Regions from separate parts of the Gossypium hirsutum genome. Here region 1 is linked to region 2. The links are chromatin contacts, called in public Hi-C maps. All regions are on one chromosome and are shown on one strand. Each heading gives the region's core, a stretch centred on a gene start, on an enhancer-like site or on the middle of the called end of the contact. The rest is flanking DNA. Distances are from core to core; before and after follow the strand shown.

Region 1 (6,436 bases), core at 3,783-6,282, 190 kb after region 2:
GTACACATAATGAGAACATGGTTAAATTAATATATATGAATTTGATTTGTATAAAATTTAACTGAACATAATTTACCGAAATATTTTTTATAATTATTGTTTTACGATAGAATATTATTATAATTGTTATAATTGTAATTAGTGTATTTGGTTAATTATTATAATAAATTTTGATTCATATTAAAATATCAACTATTCCCGAATTAGGAAATATGAGATTTTTTAAGAAAAACATAATATACCCGAAATATATAGAATGAGGTCTAGCAGCCGTCAAATAGATTTTTCTCTTTGAAAAAGTTTAAAAGAGTTCTTGTCGTTTGTTGTCACACTAGGTGGATTATGTAGAGGCTGAAACTTTCCGTAGCGGTTCGGAATCAACATACAATTACGTAATCAGTTTCACAACAGTTATCTTTAGTTTTCCAGACGATTAAAGGTAATCGTTCATCCCTTGTCACACTGATTCGTTCCTCGCACGTGGATCCCTGAATGTGATCACTAGATTTATTTTTTTTTCGTTGCTTCATGGCATGTACCGGTGTTCTAACAGTTGGGACACATATGTGATAAAGAGTCTTAATACAAAGCAATTTTATTGGCTTAAAAAATATTTTATCATATGTTAGGATGGAGAATATTAAAATTAAAAGATCTTAAAACGTAACATTTCAAAATGATAGTATTTGTAATTATTTTATTTTGATAAATAATTTTTGAAAAATTGAGATTTTCATAAACAAAAAATATTTATGAAATAAAAAGAATAGTCTTAAAAATAATATATATATATATGAAAATATGCAATATAAGTGTCATTAGATTTGTACATAGAGATGGAAATAGAGCGGGTAAGGGTGAAATTTTTCAAATCCATCACTGCTCCACAGTTGGCGTGCTCTACCCTAACACTCGCCTTGCTACACTATGTATGTTTAATCTTAAAAGTCACTATCACTTCCATGAATATTTGAATATATCCATCCTATCCCACTCTACTATAATTTAATTTTTGTTAGTTATTTATAATATTTTCAATCTTTTAAGCATATTTGGTTAAAAAAAAAGAAACAAAACATAAATTGATGACTAGAGATAAAAATCCCAAGTAAAAAAATTAGGATTAACGTTGGAAAGTAAAAATTCCAAAAAGAAAAAAATATTTTAACATGTTTTAATATTTTTATCCTTTTAATATATATATTTATAAAGATAGAATGATAGTTTTGTATAATGAGAGTGGCAAGCAATTCTGATAACGTTTTTTAAAAAACGCTTCATTTGGAGTACATTCATCTAAATTTTGCCATCGCCATTTGTAAGCATATAATAATATTACTAGTCTAAAATATACAGTAAAATAAAATAAAATAATATTTTAGAACTCATGATTTTTATTTTATAATACAACTCTGTGAATCAAATAAAATAATTTTTTTTTTGATAAATTTTAAAACCGCGCTTTTTTTTTTAAGAATTTGAATGAAAAATTCGATTGGTTTAAACTCCTTTTTTTGCAATTTCATATAAAATTTGAAATTCTCCCATTTTTTATCTAAACAATTAATTTTTTTTAAAAATTAAACATTTTCTAAACTCTAGTCTAAACTTATCTAGTACAAAAAGATGAGAGTATAAATATAATAAAATACATTTATCTTATTATTTAAAAGTTGAAGAAAGATTATCAATAATTATAAGCATTATATATATATAAAAAAAATCTCATAGATATATATAAAAAGAAAATGCTGAGCTAAAATTTTGCGCTAAAATTATGTAATACAATTAATAACAATCTAATTTTTTATTATTAAAAGTTCAGCAACGTCATTTAATTCAAAAACTAAATTACCCAAATTCATGTAAATTCAAGTCTAAAACTTTCCAATTTTTAAACAGATTAAAATTACCAACAACATAAAAGAATAGTGATCAAATCTTTTGTTGATATCCAAAAATTAAGATCGAAACTCTATTATTATATCTAATTCTCCTGATTTGTAATATATAAAAATAAAATAATTAAATTAACTGAGTCTTAATTCGGTTGGTATCAAAATTATTATCGATATAAAAAATGTGGATCCAAGCACACTATAATATATTTTTCCTCTTTAGTAAAAAAAAAAGTGAGAAAATAACTAAAATTCAAAAAAAATGATTAAAAACCAAAAATGTCCAACATAAACAGACCAGACCCATCAATATTGACAAGTCTAACTGCTCCGACAACTCTATGCGTGAACTCTCGAACTTTATGAACACAACATGACCACTCACATTTGTTGAAGGTCACTTCAATGCACATTTACTTTTCTAGTTGAGCCCCGTAGTGGTTGTTTGTGGCCCAACCTTTTTTATTTTCAATCTTATTAACCCCTCCAAAGACAAGGACTGAGAAGGAAAGACCCAAACCCTAAAATCATTGGATCCACACACGCACACTATTTACATCATATATATATATAATAAAGTAAAAAGGTTATAATCAGGTTTAATAAAGGCAACTTGTTTTTTTCTTCCCTATTTTCTGAATTCATCCCAATCTAAGTCCTAATCTATCTATGAGCATAAACATGGGACTTAAAATAAATAAATATGGACCCACATATATTGATGATGCATGAACGGATCATCACAACCATCTCATCTCTTACCTGCTTGTTGAAACCCGCAAGAAATTTGTCGTTATGAAGGCCAAGAAAGAATCTAAGAACTTAGCTTAGAAATGAAGTTAGGCTTCATATATTCATACATATATAGGCTTAGAAATTAATATAAAATGGATTTTTACATATATAGGCTTAGAAATTAATATAAAATGGATTTTTCTTAATATAAAATACAACAAAGAGGGAGCACATGTTGATGTTAGTAATAATCATGAAAGAGATCTAACGGTTGGAAAGAAAATGAGGTTTTGGAGAAAAAGGAGAGGTAGCAATGGGTGGGTGGGTTTGTTTTATGGGGAAAATGGACAAAAGTGAAAGAGGCGTTTGAATGGAACACACATGAGAAAGGGGAGACAAAGGTGGGTCATATTTGGAGTTGTGACCAACACTAACACTTAGTAATAGCTTTTGCATATATAATACAAATTATAATAATATATTAATCCACATTTAATTATTCCCTTTCTAAGTGGGAGTACAATTTTAAGATATTAAAATTCATATGGGTTGGAGTGATAAAAATTTTCGATTATATTTTTTAAATAAGACTTCAAATTTTATAAATAACAAAAATATATATATTAAGAGAGTTTTACTTTTTATTCAATGATAGGACTTGATTTCATTTCAAATTTAATCGTGCCTAATATAATTGGATTAAAAAAAGAAACCCCAAAACTTTTCTCTGTCTCGTAGTTAGTAAGATTCGGATAGATCTTGGCAAAGCAAGAAAATTGCATAAAGAAATACAGATTTCAACGTCAATCACGCTAACATCCTAAACAATTATTATTCATCATCAACACGTAAAGATGGGTCTCTTTTCGTAGTTGTAAAACACCTGAACATTCATTCCTTCATTTTCTTCCCCCTTTCCGTCCATTAATTTCGATACCCCCCAAACCCTACTTCCATTTATATTCAGACCAGGCAAGTGAAAGCTTTGCTTCACGTGGTTGACTTAGACTAAACTCCCATCTTGCCATTGCCAGAAAGTTTTATCTGATGTGAAACATGCGTAACCCTTTCTAGATATGCACCTGCCCTATAACCCTACAACATTATATAATGCATGAGTGTATTGACACTTTTAAAAGTTTGGGGTTGTGTGGAAGAGAAGTTCTATATCTATGTCATCCATGAATAGTTAGATTATCGATATATCGCCATTACCATACGTTTAAAACTTGAAATTCAAGGTTTTTTTCCCCACCTTTTTTTTCCTTTCTGTGTGTGTGGGGTAATTTTGGGAAACACAGCTAAGTGGTGCTATATATATATGCATGCATGGATTTACATGTTAGATTTAGTTTGACTTTTTAGAGAGAAATGAGGGGCGAGAGTGGTGGTGGGTGGCGGTGTCGGCTCCTGAGATTGAGCTGAAGTGAAGCGCGGGAGAGAGAGAGAGAGAGAGAGAGAGAGAGAGAAAGAGAAGGCATTTTTGGTAGCAGAGAGATTTGCCAGGGAATTAAAGACTTAAGAGATGGGCATCACGGCGTTTCATTGGAGACAGTTCCACTAACATTACTGTTTTCTTAATTAATTAATCTACTTGATAAATAAAGAAAGAAAGAAAGAATAAATTCATGGTGATTACCAAAAAAAGGTCCCCAGTTTTCCAACATGTGTCATCATCTCGAATGGAATCTTTTTATTAGTACACTCATTTTGTTTGTTAGTAAATTTAGTTAATTAAAAACCATACCCTGTTGATGCCCACCATGAACAGGGATCTAGCTACCTATAGAGTCTACATAGACCTCACTTCACTTCAGATTACCCTCACCGGCTCCTTGGAATTGTACGTGTCGTGTAAGAACATTATTTAGAAATCTGTCATTAACCCAACCAATGTATGAAAACAACTTTTTTAGCTTCTCATTGGCCATTCAAACCTTTTCCATCTACAGCATAGTGGTCCAGATCACTCCCCCTTACCTCCTATCTGTTTTCTAACCTAATTGCTTCACGTTCTCTACAAAAGTTCCCATTATATTAAGAACCTCCCACAATTGCTTTTTGGATACCCATTTTCTCTCAAATGATGCTCCTTATTTAAAATAAATAAATAAACATGGACCAATTCAATCATTTTTATTCTTGTATGTATAAATATAAACAAGCTTTAAAAAACCCCAAAAAGAAAATAAATGCAACGCAATGCATTGATGAAGTAACAGTATCAAATTAGAGAAATAGGTACACTAAGCGAAGACAAGGCTTGGGTGAGGGTCCCAAGTCAAGTGTTCTCGGGTCTTGTCGTGTTCCCTAATACTCTCTTTTCTTTTTCCCCCTTGGGATATCCGAAATCTTTCTCTTTCATCCTAAGTTGTACTGTTCATGTTCTACAAATCCTTTTTTTTTTATCATGTATATATACCCCCACACATGCAACTCTTCCCCTTACATTACATTACATTGAACAACTAAACTATTCTTCTTCATTTCTCTTTCTATTTTTCTCTAGTTAACATGGCAGAGTTAGAATACCAAGCTAATACCAAAACCAACAGCGCCACTACTGCACGTCTAAAGCTCTTCGGCTTCAACGTCTCGGAAGATGATGATGTTTTGGAATCCAGAACCACCAAAGATCCATCATCAGGGTCTTCAGAGCCAGGTGGCTTCCCTGCTCCTGGTGACCGCAAATACGAGTGTCAGTATTGTTGCCGTGAGTTTGCCAACTCTCAAGCTTTAGGAGGTCACCAGAACGCTCATAAGAAGGAAAGGCAACAGCTCAAGCGTGCTCAACTTCAAGCCACTCGAAGCGCCGCGGTTTCGTTTGCTAGGAACCCTATCATCTCTGCTTTTGCTCCTCCACCGCATCTCTTAGCGTCGGCTACACCCGTCGTGGTGCCAGCTGCGGCGGGACCGTCTTGGGTTTACTTGCCACGAGGAGGGCCACCTCCTTTCCACGTCTCACATGGCTGTGTGATTCCAAGCGCTGGTGGTGGAGGAGGAGGTGGTGGAGTGGGGAGGGGGCCAGCGGGGGTACCTTATGGTGGTGGTGGTGGTGGTGGTGGTTTGGGGGATCTGGGCGTAAGCGTTGGCCCCCAAGTGATGCAAGGTGGGGGCCACCATGGACGGGGTGTTGATGGACCCTCGTTGCGTAGGTTTTCAAAGGGAGATGGTGGCCCCAGTTTTGATGATGCATTGGGCTTAGATTTGCACCTTAGTCTTGCTCCAGCCAGGCCTTGACTCGGTCTTTAGTGTTTGGGATCTTTGTACATTTTCAAACAATTTTATTTTTTTATTTATTTTTATCAGGGAAATTATTTGTTTCACTTGCACAAAACTTTTTTTCCCCTTTTTTAAAGTTATATAATCACTTAACTTTCCTCACCAATTTTAATTTTGTATATTAAGATCTAAATTTAGAATAAAAACTTCATGTATGTAACTCAATTTTCCTCACCAATATGAATTATCTTAAACATCTAAATTTAGAACCAAAACTTTCATGCATATGAGTTAATAGCTTCTTCCCTACTATTATTCTATGTAGCTAAATAAATTAAAAGCTGAAATTCTAGCATCCAAAAATAGGAGCCTAAATAATTAAAAAGGATGGAAACAGTGAGGCACATTTGACATTAGACAAATTTTGTGTCCGTACCTTACAATATATATGCAATTAATGTGGTTTATCAAATGAAACGCACCCTACAGCTTCACTGGTTGGTTGGTCATTGATGAGTAATGTCGAAAGGTAACACCACAATTTGTCTCTTCCAGCTCCCCGCAAGGAAGCTTATGTGTTA
Region 2 (5,947 bases), core at 1,489-3,988:
CACAATATTTTAGGAATTACAAATCTTACATTATTTATGTAAATTGGTATATTTCTAGCCTTAAATTGGATTATGGTTTCTTTACCATCTATTCCTATGGCTCTAATTGAGTTTTTCATTAATTCCCATTTTTCTTCAGGAATGACATTTTCTCTACAGCTACTTGTGGTAGCTCCAGTATCTAATAAGGCATGCAAATAATATGTTTTATATTCTCTAAATTGAAATGTAATTTCAATATTTATATAATATTTCCTAGGTTGGAAATTTGAAAATGTAATAATATAATTTTTTCCCATTTTCATTTGTTGAATAATAGTAGTAGCTTGTATTTCTTCCATTCTAGTATTTCTAGAATTTCTACTAGGTTCAGTGGGGAAAATAGGTATTTAAACTGTTTTCATACTTATTGGTGTTTTTGAATTTGTACTAATATTATCTTCTTCTTCCTTTATCTGAGAATTAGAGGGTAAAACTAAATTATCATTTATATTTATTATAGCATTATTTTTAAAATATAGTCTATCTCCAGATGACATATATTCTATAGTACTTACTGGTTTTGAAGTACTAGCACCACTTATTCTATCAATCATCCAATCTTTTGGTATTGACAGATCTTTTAGATTTAATAATTTTGGTTGTATTTCTGTAGTAAATTTATTAGGTTCAAATAACTCAATTATTTTATTATTAATTTCTTTAATTTCCACTTCTGTCGTGTTGGTATATTCATTAATAGAAGTCCAACTTATTGCTAGATCTTTTGCTAAATCACTAATTTCAGAATTTTTTGTCTGAATTCTTAAACATAAACATTCTTCTATTAGAGGATCTGTGGTATATTATGATAAATAATGGGATTGAAGAAAAATTAAATAGAACTTTGAAATTTTGCTATAAATAGGAATGTAAGAAGCCTAAAGAAGGCATCGAAAAATAGCTTAGATCTCTTTTCTTTTACTTTCAGTATTCTCTCTTTGTAAACACTCTCTCTTAGACTTGAGTGACCTTTGGGTGACAAGTTAGCTGGAAAAAAGAAACGAAAGAGATCAGGATATGAAGCAAAACAGACGAAATATGAACAAATGTCTAAGACTTTGGATGTTATAACAAAGCAACATGGCTCAAAGACTCTTAAGTTATTAGGGGTTTGAGTTACAGGTAGATATCTGTGTGATTTCTTCCCACACAAAGGCCAAAATAGCTTAAGGACAGAGACTAGCTTAGCAAACAGTTTATTATATACCTGTAGGGATCCCAAGAACTTTTGAGCCACGGCCAAATCCCTTAATGACGGGACCACTGATATACCAAGGTTCTGTTGGCAAAGTTCCCTCTATCCCTGCAATCACAACACCATTTTCTCATGATTATTGTTTACAAGTAAAGGTTACTAACTATGATGTAATACAAAGATGTAGGTGTCAAAAGATTTACAATCTTGAAATGGAGGTAGGCCCTACTTTTCAGGTTGCAAATCAAGCAGAGAGTTTATCACTTCATCGGCAGAGATGTAAAGATGCGCTTGTTTTGGAACAGATGGCACAGCAACCACTTCCATTCCAGCAGCCTTACCAGCTGTAACACCTGGCCTGGCAATGCAAGTTCCCAGAATTAGTGAAAGAAATAACTATGTCATATGCTTATGAGATGCTAGTGCTAATTAATAAAAACAACAAAACATCTAAACGTTGCAAGACAATAAATCAGGAAAAATAGGGCATGCTTTCAATACTTAAAAGGCTAGCTCAAAATGTTCCTAAGTTGCCAAAAGGACTGCTAGAGCAATGAAATTTAGTAGGGACTTGAGACAGCTAGAGCTCCTTTCTTTCTACTTCTTTATTTCATTTTGTCCTCCATATAAATTAATTAGAGCTATAATTTCTCTTGCAAAAATAAAAATAAGTACCAGCTGCTATCATGAATATTTAAATACTTGTGCAAATAACAAGATGAATTATTTCAAGGAACAATTAGTTATGAACAAATAAGAAACAACTTAAACGAACAGAACTTGGTGTCCACAACCACATAATTGATTAATTATGAACAAATAACCAAAGGGAATGTACTCAAAAGTAAAATCATACTTTCTTTTTCTCTAAATGCAAAGTAAAAAATTCTTTAAATTATATTTTTTCCAAAAATATTATGTTTAAATCCAGTTTTTTTTCCTCTCCTTTTTTCCTTCTGAAATTAAAAACAAAATAGAAAAGCAAAAACTACAGCATATATAAACAAAGACATCAAATAAGACCCAGACAAAGCAACAAGTTAAACGACAGAACCTTCGTGTGGCATTGAGAGAAGCGAGGACAGCGTTGTACTCAGAAACATTGTCAGCATAGTTTCGTTTGGCTTTTGTTCCAGTTAAATCCGAAAACTGGTGGCGACCCAGTGAACGAAGCATAGTCCTGTTGGGATCCGCTTTCAACAGCAAAAGATACAAGAAACGAGATAAGAAATCGAGTCGTAAAAGGAAAATTTTGGTGTTTGTATAATTTTGGAATTTATACCAGAAATGAATCGAAAGAGGAACTTCATTGGCGAAAACAGAGTGAATAATAGTGAAGGGTTTTCTTCGCTCTGATTTGCTTCCAAAAACCCTTTGTGCCTTTTTTAGTTTCTTTTTATTATTTCAGATCGAGAGAAAAAGAGTAGCTAAATTTTATTTGGGGGATTTGAGAGAATAAGAGGGAGTAAAGGAGCCGGTAACCAAAAGTTTTTTTTTTTTTTGAGAGTGAGCTGGATTTTGATTTCTCTTTTTCCTTTTTTTTAGTAAAATAATGATATTTTGCGGCGTTTTCAATAAAAATGTTATTATAGCTCAATTTTTTGCGGCGTTTTTACTAAAAAGTGCCATTATAGCTTAAGTTTTTGTAGCGTTTTTGGGAAAATCGTCACTATTGCTTAATTTTAATTTTTTTTATTTTTAACATATTTTTTTCTATTTTTCTTTCAAAATTTTTGTGCTGAGATTATCATTTTTTGAATTTTTTTAATTTTGAATATTGAACTTTTTAACTGAAATATGGACTAAAATATTAAATATTAAATTTTTAAGTTTTTTATTTTTAAATTTTAAATTTTAAATTTTAAATTTTTAAATTTTTAAATTTTTTTGAAGATTTTTATAATTTTTAAATTATCATATAAAATACAAAAGGAAACTTTAACAAAAATAAAATGAAATAGATGAATTAAAAAAATACAAAATGACACAACAATACAAGCATTATTCTTTTAAGCATGGTCCGCATTAGTTGTTTAGATTTTTATATAAATGGCATTTAATTATATGTATACACCTAAATTTTGATAGAAATACATCTCAGAATTATATATGAATTTCGGTTTAATGTGTAATTGTAGACGTGAAATTCTAATTGTGGTTTAAATGTATAGTTGAAACTTTAATTTTGATTTAATCATACACATTTTAAAAAATAAATACATCAATATATTTTTATATTGGATAAATATAAATATTTATGTATGCAATATATAAATATAAAATGATGTTATATCAATAATTGTGTTAATAATTTACAAGAAATGGATCAAATTAAATTTCATGTATACAATTGCACACTAAACCATTGTTAGAAAAAGAAACATCTACTGGGGATTTTGGATTTCGAATTGGGGAAAAATGGGTGATTATTTTAAGGATTCGGATTAGGGAAAATGGCATTTTGCAAAATTCTTTTGCGGCGTTTTTGTAAAGCCACTAAAGGCTCAATACAAAACCACGGCATTGTGTTAATTTTTTTACGGCGTTTAACGCCGCTAAATATCAAGCATTAGCGGCGTTTTTCATTCAAACGCCGCTAAAAACTTGTTTTGCTGTAGTGTTCTTTTCTTTCCTACTTCTTTGATTCTGTTCCCGTTTCTGTTTCAGGCCTTTGCATGGTGGCGGTGAGGAAGCTTTCGGTCAACAGCGATAGGGAGATGCACCTTTTTCCATTTCGGTGAAATTGGCAGAGGGCAGTCCTAAGGGTGCAGACAACTTTGGGGGGTGTACCTGTTGACATGGTAGAGGCGGGGACTGAAGGAATTAGAGTTTTTTCTTTCTTTTTTCTGTTTAAATTTAGGATAGTGGGCTTTGGGCTTATAAATGGACTAAATTTTTATTTGTTTTTGTTGTTTATTTATTTTTGGGTTTTTTGTTTTGTTTTGTCTGGGCCCAGACAAAATCGGGCCACTAGACAAGAGCTTATCTTAAAAAGCTTAATAAAGTTTGACCTACCTTAATTTTCTCTCTATTCGTTACTCTCTTAAATTTCTCAACAGTATCTTGACTACCCATTATTCCATGTAGCTGTTACTTTCTTTAATTATCTCAACAAATCGTTACCTTGATGGCTGTAAAAACCATGCACTAGTAGCTTTCCAAAACACGCCAAAAAAATGAATACAAGCTTAGCCTTTAGCTAAGTACTGCTTTTAAGTTTTTATTATTATTCTTCTTCATATGAGTTTATTAAATTTGAGGGATAGTAAGTTATCTTTGAAAATAATGTTTTACTTGCCTCAAACATTATTTCCAATTCTGTTACCCTAATCCATTATTTTTATAACATCCAGTTGTCATAAAATGCATTTCTAATTAGCGTAACATTGTTAACAATGCCATGATTCGATTAATGATTTCATTTTCCTTCATCTTCAAATCTCTTCTCAAATTGAATTATTTTCTTAGACTCCTCTTTCAATCTATCTATCACATCTAAAATGCAATTTTGCAAACAAGACGTGACTCTATATTCCTTCTTACATTATTCATTGTGTTATTTTATTTGAACTAGTGCAAGATTGGCTTTAAGGGTGGAGCATCCTCATGTTTGAACCTCTTCCTACAAATCATGAGCCTACATTTAAGTCTTTATCTTCACTACCAAAACGCGATTGTTTTCTAATAGCACAAATAGGTCAGGGTGAAGAAAAGCTGCTAGATATCATTGAGACAACGATTGGCTAAGGAACTAACTTCCAAAGAACTGAGGCTACGTTGATTTAAACTGAGTTAATTAATTGTATCGAATTAGTTTGATTAATTGATTGGTTACCGAAATTAATTTGATTGGGATCAATTAATAGTTTTATAAAAGTTCAGTTATAGATTAATACTATTCAAAGACAAATAATGGAACTTGAAACATTGCCTCAAAATTGTACTCCAAAATAATAAATCATTATGGCTAGTGAAAGTAAAAATCCTAGTTTCTCTGAAAATCGTTCAACTAAAGAAGTACACTTCAAGGATCATAATACGAATGAAGGCATTGACATGGTGGTCGATGATGAACCAAAGTCGACGCTTTCTTGGAAAGATAGATTATTGGGGAATTTGGCTAGTGGTTCTAAGGAGTTGGGTACCCAGATTCGGTTTGGAGATGATGATGAGATTGAACTAATGGATAAGGATATTACAAGATCGATGGTTAATGCTATTCCGACGATTGACTTTTCTGAAAGAGTTAATCAATTTTTGATTAAGAACATGGCAACCACAGTGGTCCTCAAACTCTTGGGACAATCTATTGGGTATAATGCACTGCAAAGTCAGTGTTTATAGAGGCCTTATCGCCTTTTCAATTAATGGAGATAGAAAATGAATATTTTTAGCAAAATTTCAGAATAAAGAGGACTATGAGAAAGTGCTTTTCTAAAGGACCGTGGATCATTTTTGGGTAGTACCTTACGGTGCAACCTTGGACGACAGATTTTAATCTGATGTAGCCATACCCGAGCGTGGTTAAGGCTTGGATCAAACTCCCAAGGCTCCTGGGTTTCTTGTACGAATGTCAGATCCTTGAAGAAATCTGGGGGATGGTTGGCAAGGTAACTAAACTAGACTTGAACACAGATAGTAGAATGTGAGGCAAGTTTGTTGTGATGGTGGTTTACATCAATCTTGATAAACCGTTGACTTCTCAGGTTC

What was found. Hi-C and Micro-C count contacts between places; a contact is called where the count stands out from the background.
Region 1: a contact with region 2 is called in a Hi-C map of leaf, with 2.8 times the contacts expected there. The contact joins the promoter of LOC107909560 here to the promoter of LOC107886649 in region 2. A contact is called at or near these places in 9 of 34 Hi-C or Micro-C datasets (callus, hypocotyl and leaf).

The regions. Positions count from the first base shown.
Region 1 is chrA03:103,296,208-103,302,643 of Gossypium_hirsutum_v2.1, forward strand. It overlaps LOC107909560 (zinc finger protein GIS3), which reads left to right and starts at 5,033. Exons shown (of 1, transcript XM_016837143.2): 1 at 5,033-6,109. The coding sequence starts at 5,148. The coding sequence ends at 5,873.
Region 2 is chrA03:103,105,987-103,111,933 of Gossypium_hirsutum_v2.1, forward strand. It overlaps LOC107886649, which reads right to left and starts at 2,739. Exons shown (of 6, transcript XR_005917929.1): 1 at 2,520-2,739; 2 at 2,292-2,417; 3 at 1,467-1,595; 4 at 1,250-1,345.